3 separate regions of the Mus musculus genome follow, and all the other regions are linked to region 3. Evidence: chromatin contacts called from public Hi-C and promoter capture Hi-C data. All regions are on one chromosome and are shown on one strand. The core of a region is the stretch at or near the end of the contact, and the rest is flanking DNA. Distances in the headings are between cores, read along the strand shown.

Region 1 (2,780 bases), core at 280-2,779, 3.8 Mb before region 3:
CTTAGCACCAAGCACTTCTGTGTCACAGATGCTACATCTCTAGAGGAATTTTTTTCCCCAAAAAACTAGCATTTTTTTTTCTTCGCCAAGAACCAACCAGCCTTTATTTCTAGAAGCAAGCGCATACTTCTCCCCATCACCACCACCAAACAAACAAATCACAGACTACTGTTAAATTCTACGCTAATGAAACTGTGGAGAAACATCCCAGGCGTTGTCAGAGCCTATTTTTCATACACCACCACCAGACAGTTTGATGCAGTATTCCTGATTGCTTTTTATCGTATTTGTAAATACACTCACTAATCCACTAAATTAGATAATTTACAAACAGGTCCTCTCAGTTATTAGTGGCCAGCAGTCAAGTTCTATTACATCTGATCCTTACACAGTTGTCCAAACATTTCCACCCAGGTTAAAGGCTCTGATCGGAAAGAGAAGGCGGCTAGCGAAATTTGGATGGGGGCAGGGTGGCAGCTGAGAGAAATCTCTGCATCTCAGCCCTCAGCGACAACATCCAGCCAGTGCCCACAGAAAAACTAAATTCGGCACCTCTTCCTCCTGTTACACTGGCAACAAAGAGGGAGTTTCCGTAACGCTCCCGTCACCCACCAGGTGCCCAATCTCCTTCCCAGCCCAGTCCCCCCGCTCCCGCAGGGGCCTCGGTGCGCCGAGAGGCCGCGGTGCTCAGGGTCAAGGCACAGAGGGGGGATGGGATGGGGAACGAGCGGGTGGGATCTGTGAAATGGGCCCTGGAAGGGCACCGGGACCCAGTGAAGCACCTGATCCCGGCCAAGGGGGCCCGCAGACCAGGGGAAATGGGCAGCTTATTAAATGGATCCGAAACTAGAATAAGGTGGAAGAGAGGTGAAGAGCCCAAGCTGGGGTACACCTTCTGGGGACACGGAAAACAGTCTGTGGGTGGCGGGGGGGCTCGGCGGAGGTGGAGAGCAGGCTGGCGGGCCCCAAGGAGAGGGAAGCGTATGCCTCCCCGGGGCAGAGCGGGCGCCCGGGGCGCCTCTACCTGCAGACGGGCGGGACGGGCTGCTCAGGTGCGAAAGCGGGGGAGGGAGCGCAGCGGGCATTGGGGGACCAGGCACGAAGCGCCGAGGTCGGCGGGGACCGGAGGGGCGCAGGGCACGGCAGGGGAGCGAAGGGCACGGCTCGGCAGGCGCTCACAGCGCGGGGTGGCATCCGGGCGGGCGGCCGGGAGGCGGGAGCCCCTCACCTGCGCGGCGGAGGCGGAGCTGCAGCAGCCCATGGCGGGGCCGGAGGAGCCCGGAGGCGGCGCCGGGCGCGCAGCTACGCCCCGGAGCCCCTCGGCATGCGAGCCGGCGGGCGCCCGGGGAGGGCGCGGCCTGGCCCCGCACGACTCGGCAGCGACGGCGGCGACGGCGACAGCGGCAAGAACTCAGGAGGCTGCGCGGTCCGGGGCAGGCGCCGGCCACATCCCCCGGCGGCGGCAGCGGCGGCGGCGGCGGCTGCGCGGCTCCGGCTCCGCTCCTGCTGCTGCAGCTGCTCCCCAGCGGAAAGGGGCGGGCGGCGGCGGCAGCCCCTCCCCCTGGCCCCCGCCTCCCACCACCCGCTCCCAGTCCCGCTCCCGCTCCCTCTCCCGGGCTGCAGCCGCCTCCTCCTCGGCGCCGCGCGCGTCTCCCATCAGACTCCCCGCCCCCAGTGCAGCGCCGCGCGGCGCGGACGGCGGGGACGACGGCAGCCCAGAACGAGGCCGGGCCCTTGGGCGCGCGCAGGAGTCTGCGCGGCGCCGGGCCCATTTCGCGGTGGCACCGAGGCCGAGCTCTGCCTCGGGGCGGCGAGAGGGCGTCTGAGGCCGAGGCGCCCGTGGACCCGGCGGGCTCGCAGAGGGAAGGCGGCCGACTTGCTTCTGTACGCGCGAGGCACGGGGAGGTCACCGGGGGTCGCTCCTTCTCCCGGGTGGGAGCGCCTCTGAGGTCACTGACCCGGAGCTTTTTTTAGGGCTCTGGCGGCTGTTTATGTTACCCAGAAGAGAGAGTATTTGCAAAACCTCCCATGGAGAAGGAATGGGTGATGGAAGTGGAAAAATATCATCTGTTGCTCCTGGCCCCATTTTGCTGATGTGGACACTAAGCCTTGAAGGAGGCCGACGACAGTGAGAGCACCCAACTGGAAATTGTAGTAAAAGAGCCAGAAATGGGAGGGGAAGGTAGTACTCCAGGCCCTCAAGTCAAAGCCATGTTGGTTCTTCACTAAACTTTCTTACACATGGTAGCGCGGGCACACACATAAACACACGCACCAATTCATCTTTAAAATATTTACCGAGGCACTCACTATATTACAGTCTAGAAATTTATGGCACTAAGATTAAACAGGCGATAAAAGGCAAAGTTGCTACTCTCTTATTAAAAAAAACGAAACCTGTATTAATATGCGTTGGGGGTAGCAACAAGTTAGACATGCACAACCTTTAAGAAATTTCCAATGTTAGGGAAGTCATTACAGATACAGTGAAGCGAGAGCAGTTTAAAAATGGCGAGAGTAAACAAGGTCATGATTAACTATCACCGAAACGCGCATGTATCTAACACTCATATAAACATTCCGGTCTTGTTTCATATTGTCAAGGTGTTGCAAAGACTGGGATCAAAAGGTTTGCAAAGATACCAGAGTGAGACCCCAGAAATGCTGACTTGTCCATAAAAGGCAGATTTCAAGGTGACTCAAACTCAAAGGGGAAGTTGACTAGAGGAGCAAGGAAAGGAGAAATCTAAACAAGAGGGTGGGGAATGGGTGTGGGTGGG
Region 2 (3,033 bases), core at 428-2,927, 4.1 Mb before region 3:
AGTTGAGCCAGCTCAAATCAAGTTACTTGATTTACATTTCATGTTATTTTTAACTGAGTGTACTAGCTAATTTTATGTCACCTTATCACATGCTAGAATAATCTGGGAAGAGGGAACCCCAATTGAGAAGATGCCTCCACAAGACTAGACTGTAGGCAAGCCTCCTGTAGAGAATTTTCTTAAGTTGTGATTTGATGTGGGAGGGTCCAGCCCATTATGGGTGGTGTCATTCCTGGGCTGGTGGTCCTGGGTTCTACAAGAAAGCAGGCCAAACAAACCATGAGAGCAGGTAAACAGCATCCCTCCATGGTCACTGCATCAGCTCCTGCTCCAGGTTGCTGCCCTCAGTGCTTTGGATGATAAACTGTAATCTAAAACTTAGCAAACCAAACCCTTTCTTCCCCAGTCACTTTTGGTCATGGTATTTCACCACTGTAGTATTAGCTCTAACTAAGACAGTGAGTAAAGCCTTTCCCTCAAGAGGCAAGTGACTAACTGCTTGGTTGAGAGCATTTACCCAAGGCTGGTCTGTCGATCATTATGCAGCTCTGTTTCCTAGTGCTTTTTTTTTTTTTTGTCTTGGCCTCCAAAGTGCTGGTATTACAGGTGTGTGTTACCATGGTTGGCTCACAGGCTGACTTTTACTTAATGGAAATCTTCAAACTAGAAAGACTGGAATATCATTCTTTATAGCCGAGAAAGCTTGAGACATACAAGAAAGCGGCTTGCCTTGTACTACCTGAGAAATTGGCGATCGTGATGAAATCTGAATTCAGTTCTCTGGACGACTTTTATCTAAAGCTTTTAACTACCCGGCCCCATTTTTATCAAATCTTTCCCGATATTCCCCAACTGATAATGTAAACGGAAGACAGGAACGTTCCTACATGCAGTTATCTCGCATCGCTAACCGCGCCCACCTTATCATTATTATTGTTACTTATTATTATTACCATCGTCATCATACTATTAAGCATAGTGAGCACTCCTTCAAACGAACTAAGAATGACTACTGAGGAGTCTAAGAAGAGAGGAAAGCGACTGGTAAGCCAACCACCACCTCTCTTCGAAGCAGTTGCAGCAGGCTGCTTGCTGTACACAGAACTTGGCTTTGGCGCAGCATCAAAGTCCTTCTCAGGTGGAACCCTCCCTGGGCGGCTGCCCTGCCAACCCCCTTCCTTTCCCTGTAAGTTCATGCCACGGCGTCGGATGCACTCAGAGCAGCAGCAGGCTGCATCAGTTCCTCCCCGGCGGAGCCACCTTGGCATGCATTGGTCCTCACACCTGATCGGTCTCCCCGCATCGTCCGCTCTCGCCAACCAGCTCAAGCGTCACTGTCCCAGCCCGGCCTCTTAAGCGTCTCCATGAACCTCCAAAATCGAACCCTCGCGGGTCAGGACGATCAACGGACAGCATGGGCGTGTGGGAACGATCTGTCGCCGGGACAGCGGGGACGGCGGCAGCAAGCTCGTGCACGGACTGCGGCCGACCTCGGACTCCTCCCCGCCGCCGTAGGGAGGGTACCCCAAAGGTGGACGACCGCTACTCAGGGTATACCAGTAGACCAGCGACAGTGCCTGAAGGAACCCGCCCACGCCCAGGCTCGGCTACCCGGCCCCGGTGCCCTCATCTTACCTAACTCTAGAGCTGCGGCGGAGGCCTCGCTTTACGGCAACTGTCGCAAAGAAGCGGTCAAGCGCGCAGCGGCGTACGCTGGCTGTTGCTTTGTTCTCCGAGCGCTCCTATTAGTGTGGCCTATTTGGCCATCAGAAATCTGCAATCAGCCGTCCCTCCGGCAGTGCCCTGAGGCTGCCTGGAGTTTAGAGAAAAAACAGAACTGTCCCCCGTAGTGTACGGCTCATCAGACAGAGCGCAGAAAGTGCAAACCTAGGGTGGATAACGATTCTTTTTCTCCCTCCCTCCCTCCCTCCCTCCCTCCTCCCCCTTCTCCTCTCTCTACATTCTGCTATTGGGGACAGAATGGGGAAGAGCACTATGTAGTGATGCAAGTACTCATGAAGTTGAGGTGCCTACTTGACATCCAGGTCTAGAAGATGCGATCTTCCAGTTTGGGGCTTGAAAGAAATATAGATGCTTCTGGGCCTGGCACCTAGCATCTTTGCTTTTAGCAGAGCCATTTAAAGAGTTATTGGCAAGGAGCAGATGTGGATTTTGATAGGAATTTTTGAAAATTAAAAAGCACTAAAGAAATTATTGTAATTTTACGTTCTTTCTACGAAAATTACTAACGGCGTATAGAAAAAAATGAAATAATTTACCTACGCACCCCGTTCTATATCATTTAGCTCAGACTGGCCTTAAATTCTACTCAGCCAATATGGTGTTCAACTGATCCTACACATCTTCCACATCTCAAGTGCTGAGATAACAAGTGTGCATCGCCATGCTTGTCTTAAAACAGAATTTTTCAAAAAGTTGTGATGGAATGTGGCTGTATCAAAAATTTCTATTGTCTGACATGCCTACAATTCAAGTATTTGGGGGGCCAAGGCAAGAGGATCTAGAGTGAGCTCTTGTCTTTAAACACATGCAAACGCACATGCACGCACGCACACACACATGCACACATGCACACAATATAATTGATGCCTATTGGAGTACTAAGAGGTGATATTTTAAAAGATATTAGGAATGCTTATTATGCTCAACTATGTCTGGAAATTATAAGGAGGAAAAAAAAAAACTTCCCGGGTTTTAGAAGTGAATAGATTTCAAGTGCATAGTAAATATTATCCTGCATAAACCTTGCAGGAGGCAGAGGACTAGCCAGCTTTCTAGCCAGTTTTCTGATTTGAGCTAAGTTTAAGTTTAGATCTCACTGTTTTCCCTATATAAGCACAGTCATAATGTGCCATCTACATTATCAAGTTTCTGTTTCTATAAAGTGGACTGGGATTTAGAGGAAGGGATTTAGCACCCTTCAAAGAAAATTGACAATCCTTTTGGTTATCCTAGATTTAACTTGTCAGCAATTTTTTTTGAAACTTACTTCTAAATTTTCCTCTACTTGCA
Region 3 (3,062 bases), core at 303-2,802:
AAATAAACACCACAGCTTGCAAATACAGATCAAACATAAATTAATACACCTCACTTCAAGAACTGACCACCACATCAATTCATCTATTTCCCTCTTCTTTGCTAATGCTTATCTCTTAATTCAAGAAGCTTCCATAAATTTCTACTTTCAGGAACAACTGACAGAAGCCAAGCACACTTTTGCAGCCTCGTTTTCTCGTACCGTTGAAGAGACACCTCCTAACTTAATTGTTTCCACGGTGGTCCCTGAATCTTCAACAGCTGTCTTCTTCTCTGGAGGCATAGATGTGCCCGGCTCTCCAGCTGCTCTTTTATTTCCAATTCCTGACATCTTGGTATAAGATGACAGTTATATTTTTCTGAATGAAAAAACAGAAACAAAAATAGAAAACATGAACTGAATCAAGATAAGCAGACATGCCACAATATAAAGTACCTGTATATAAAAACTAGTAATTTTTTTCAGGCCAACTCTTTAACCTAAATCAAATAATTCTACGACAAAACCCATCAACCCTAAATCAAGAGAGAAGGGGGAGGGGAACTGTTGAGGAATGGGATTGACAGGATTATAAATTTCTACACAAGATGCTAATAACAAATAAAATTCTACTCAAATAATAGAGAAGCTATGAATAAATTTCAGGATTCTCACTTCCTGAGATGCCAAAAACAAAAAACTAAAAGAAGGAGAGTTTATTTATGACAGAGGTTAAGGTTAAAGTATTAGGAGACTTGGGGCAAGAGACGTGGGAAACATTAGCTAAGTCATTAATCCTATACAAGTCAGTTATCTCTGAATCTCGGTTTCCTAAACGAAGGACAACAACATGTTGCTAGACTTACTGCAACAAATGGATGGCATAGTTATAGAAACAACTTAGCATAATGTCAGATGAACACTAAGCACCCAGAAATGCAAGCGTTCTCTTTGCAGAGCCTTGTAAACGCTCCCTGAGCAGTTAGTTCTCCAGATGTCAGACGTAGGTGAGCACCCCAGCGCTTCCTTTGGGGAGCCGGGCTGCCTTTAGAGACCGAACCTGCCAACAATCCCCGTTTCTTTATCTGTTCAGACGGGATGCTCTTTCAGTATTTCCTACCTGACTCTGGTTCCGAAACTCACAAGGAGGTGGAATGGATGCTAGATGGCGAGCACCGCGGCCATCAGGGGTCTACATCCAGCCGGCTTCCGATCCAAACTCCGGGACGAGGCGTCAATGGCAAGCAGCAATCTGGGTTGGACCTCGCCTGCAAAGAGAGGAGACGGGAGCTGAGGAGAGAGCGCAGCTTGACTGGAGAGCGCTGGCCGCTGGCTCCGGCGTGGCTAACTACAGGCCGGGAAGATGGGACCCGAGAGTCCTCGCCGCTCACGGCCCGGGAGCAGCAGACGACAGAGCAAACCTGGGCTCTGGCAACTCCCGCCGCAGGGAGCGCGCGGCTCCCAGCGCTTCTTCACGAAGGCCCGAGAGGGACTCCAAGGGATTCACTTGGGATCCGCTGCGAGAGGGACTGAGCTCCACGGAGGCGGAGGCACGGAGAGGAAGTAGGGAAAAGGAAAAGGAAGTTGCTTCAACTTTACCCGAGGCACGGCGAGGAGAGGGCGGAAGTGACGTGTGGGAGACCGCCAGGCGGAAGTGACGCGTGAGGAGGGGGCGCAGTCAGTTCTGCGTGTGCGCTGCCGCCTCTGTGTTGGGATGGGCGGGGACTGTTTCAGACTCCAGTCCCAAAGTGACCGGTCTCTTCAACGCGAAGCATTGTGTACGGTTTTTTTGTTTTTTGTTTTCTTTTTTTTAAGGTCCATTATTATTACTGACGGAAAGCGTTTTGTTTATGTTTTGTGTTGGGGGGGCGGTCCTATCTCATCCAAGCTGCTAATTGGTTGATGGTCCTGTCCATCTCCCAAAGGGCAAGCGCCCTTACCTGAGGTGTGGGTGGAGCACTCTTTAAAGAGATGAAATAGCCTGCGTAAAACTCAAGGAATTTGACCGATTTCTAGTTCTGTGTAGTTTCCTTAAAGGGGATTCCAGCACGGCGATGGTAGCACTCGCCTTTAATCCCAGCACTCAGGAGGTAGAAGCGGGCTGATTCCTCTGAGTTCAAGGCTAGCCTGGTCTACAAAGCGAGTTCTCGTACAGCCGGAGCTACACAGAGAAACCATGTCTTGAAAAACCAAAATAAATAAGCACATAAATACATACATACTATGCATAGAAACCCTGCCTCAAAATAAATAAATACTACACAGAGAAACTCCTGTCTGGGAAGGCCAAAATAAATAAGCGGGGTCTCTATTTAGCACTACCTGCAAATGACACTCAGCTGGAGAACTTTAGTCTCTTGTAGGGTTAAAAAGTCACCTTCGCCGGGCGGTGGTGGCGCATGCCTTTAATCCCAGCACTTGGGAGGCAGAGGCAGGCAGATTTCTGAGTTCAAGGCCAGCATAGTCTACAGAGTGAGTTCCAGGACAGCCAGAGCTACGCAGAGAAACCCTGTCTCAAAAACCAAAAATAAAAAATAAAAAAAAAAATAAAGCCACCTTCATCCCATCCCATCTTCCCCCTATGGATTCTCATCACAGGTTTGGAAACTACTGCTTTAGTGTTTGGAGAGGATAAGATACTGACCAGAGACACTGGGGATGGGGGGGGGGGGGTCGGGGGGGGGGAGGAGGGTGTTAATTAAGAACAAGTCAATTAGTCTGTAATCTCAGTACCCGTCTTAATATGATTTTTTTTTAATGTGTGCATAGGTGTTCGAGTGCCCACATGTAAAGCTCAGAGGACAACTTTTGGAGCTAGGTCGTACTTCGAAGGCTCGGGTCTCAAGGGCTGAACTCGGGGTGACAAGCACCTTTACCCACTAAACCATCTTGCCAGGCCAGTACCAGGATGTTTAAAATTTATTGAGCGTTGATATTTTTTTTACGTTAGAAATAAACTACATCATTCAATTTTACTAAATGCATTTTAATGATAAAAAGGCAATCGATCTAATCTGCCCTTGAAAAGCAGTGTGGCTTCTGAAATTGTGGCAAATTAACCAATGACAGCAGATAAAGGCACA

The links. Promoter capture Hi-C pulls out the DNA fragments that hold promoters and counts their contacts. A called contact is a pair of places that touch in the nucleus more often than the background predicts.
Region 1: a Hi-C map of regulatory T cells shows a contact between it and region 3, with 5 times the contacts expected there. The contact joins the promoter of Slc44a1 here to the promoter of Rnf20 in region 3. A contact is called at or near these places in 1 of 39 promoter capture datasets (cranial neural crest) and 2 of 484 Hi-C or Micro-C datasets (CD4 T cells and regulatory T cells).
Region 2: a contact with region 3 is called in a promoter capture Hi-C map of pre-B cells. The contact joins the promoter of Fktn here to the promoter of Rnf20 in region 3. A contact is called at or near these places in 1 of 39 promoter capture datasets (pre-B cells) and 1 of 484 Hi-C or Micro-C datasets (CD4 T cells).

What each region holds. Positions count from the first base shown.
Region 1 is chr4:53,439,165-53,441,944 of GRCm38.p6, reverse strand. It overlaps Slc44a1 (solute carrier family 44, member 1), which reads right to left and starts at 1,529. Exons shown (of 16, transcript NM_001374697.1): 1 at 1,229-1,529. The coding sequence starts at 1,261.
Region 2 is chr4:53,712,798-53,715,830 of GRCm38.p6, reverse strand. It overlaps Fktn (fukutin), which reads right to left and starts at 1,677. Exons shown (of 10, transcript NM_139309.5): 1 at 1,636-1,677.
Region 3 is chr4:49,630,550-49,633,611 of GRCm38.p6, reverse strand. Rnf20 (ring finger protein 20) reads right to left here and starts at 1,552. Exons shown (of 21, transcript NM_182999.2): 1 at 1,401-1,552; 2 at 1,100-1,247; 3 at 202-358. The coding sequence starts at 330. It overlaps Gm45952 (predicted gene, 45952), which reads left to right and starts at 1,660. Exons shown (of 2, transcript NR_168526.1): 1 at 1,660-1,757; 2 at 2,749-2,954.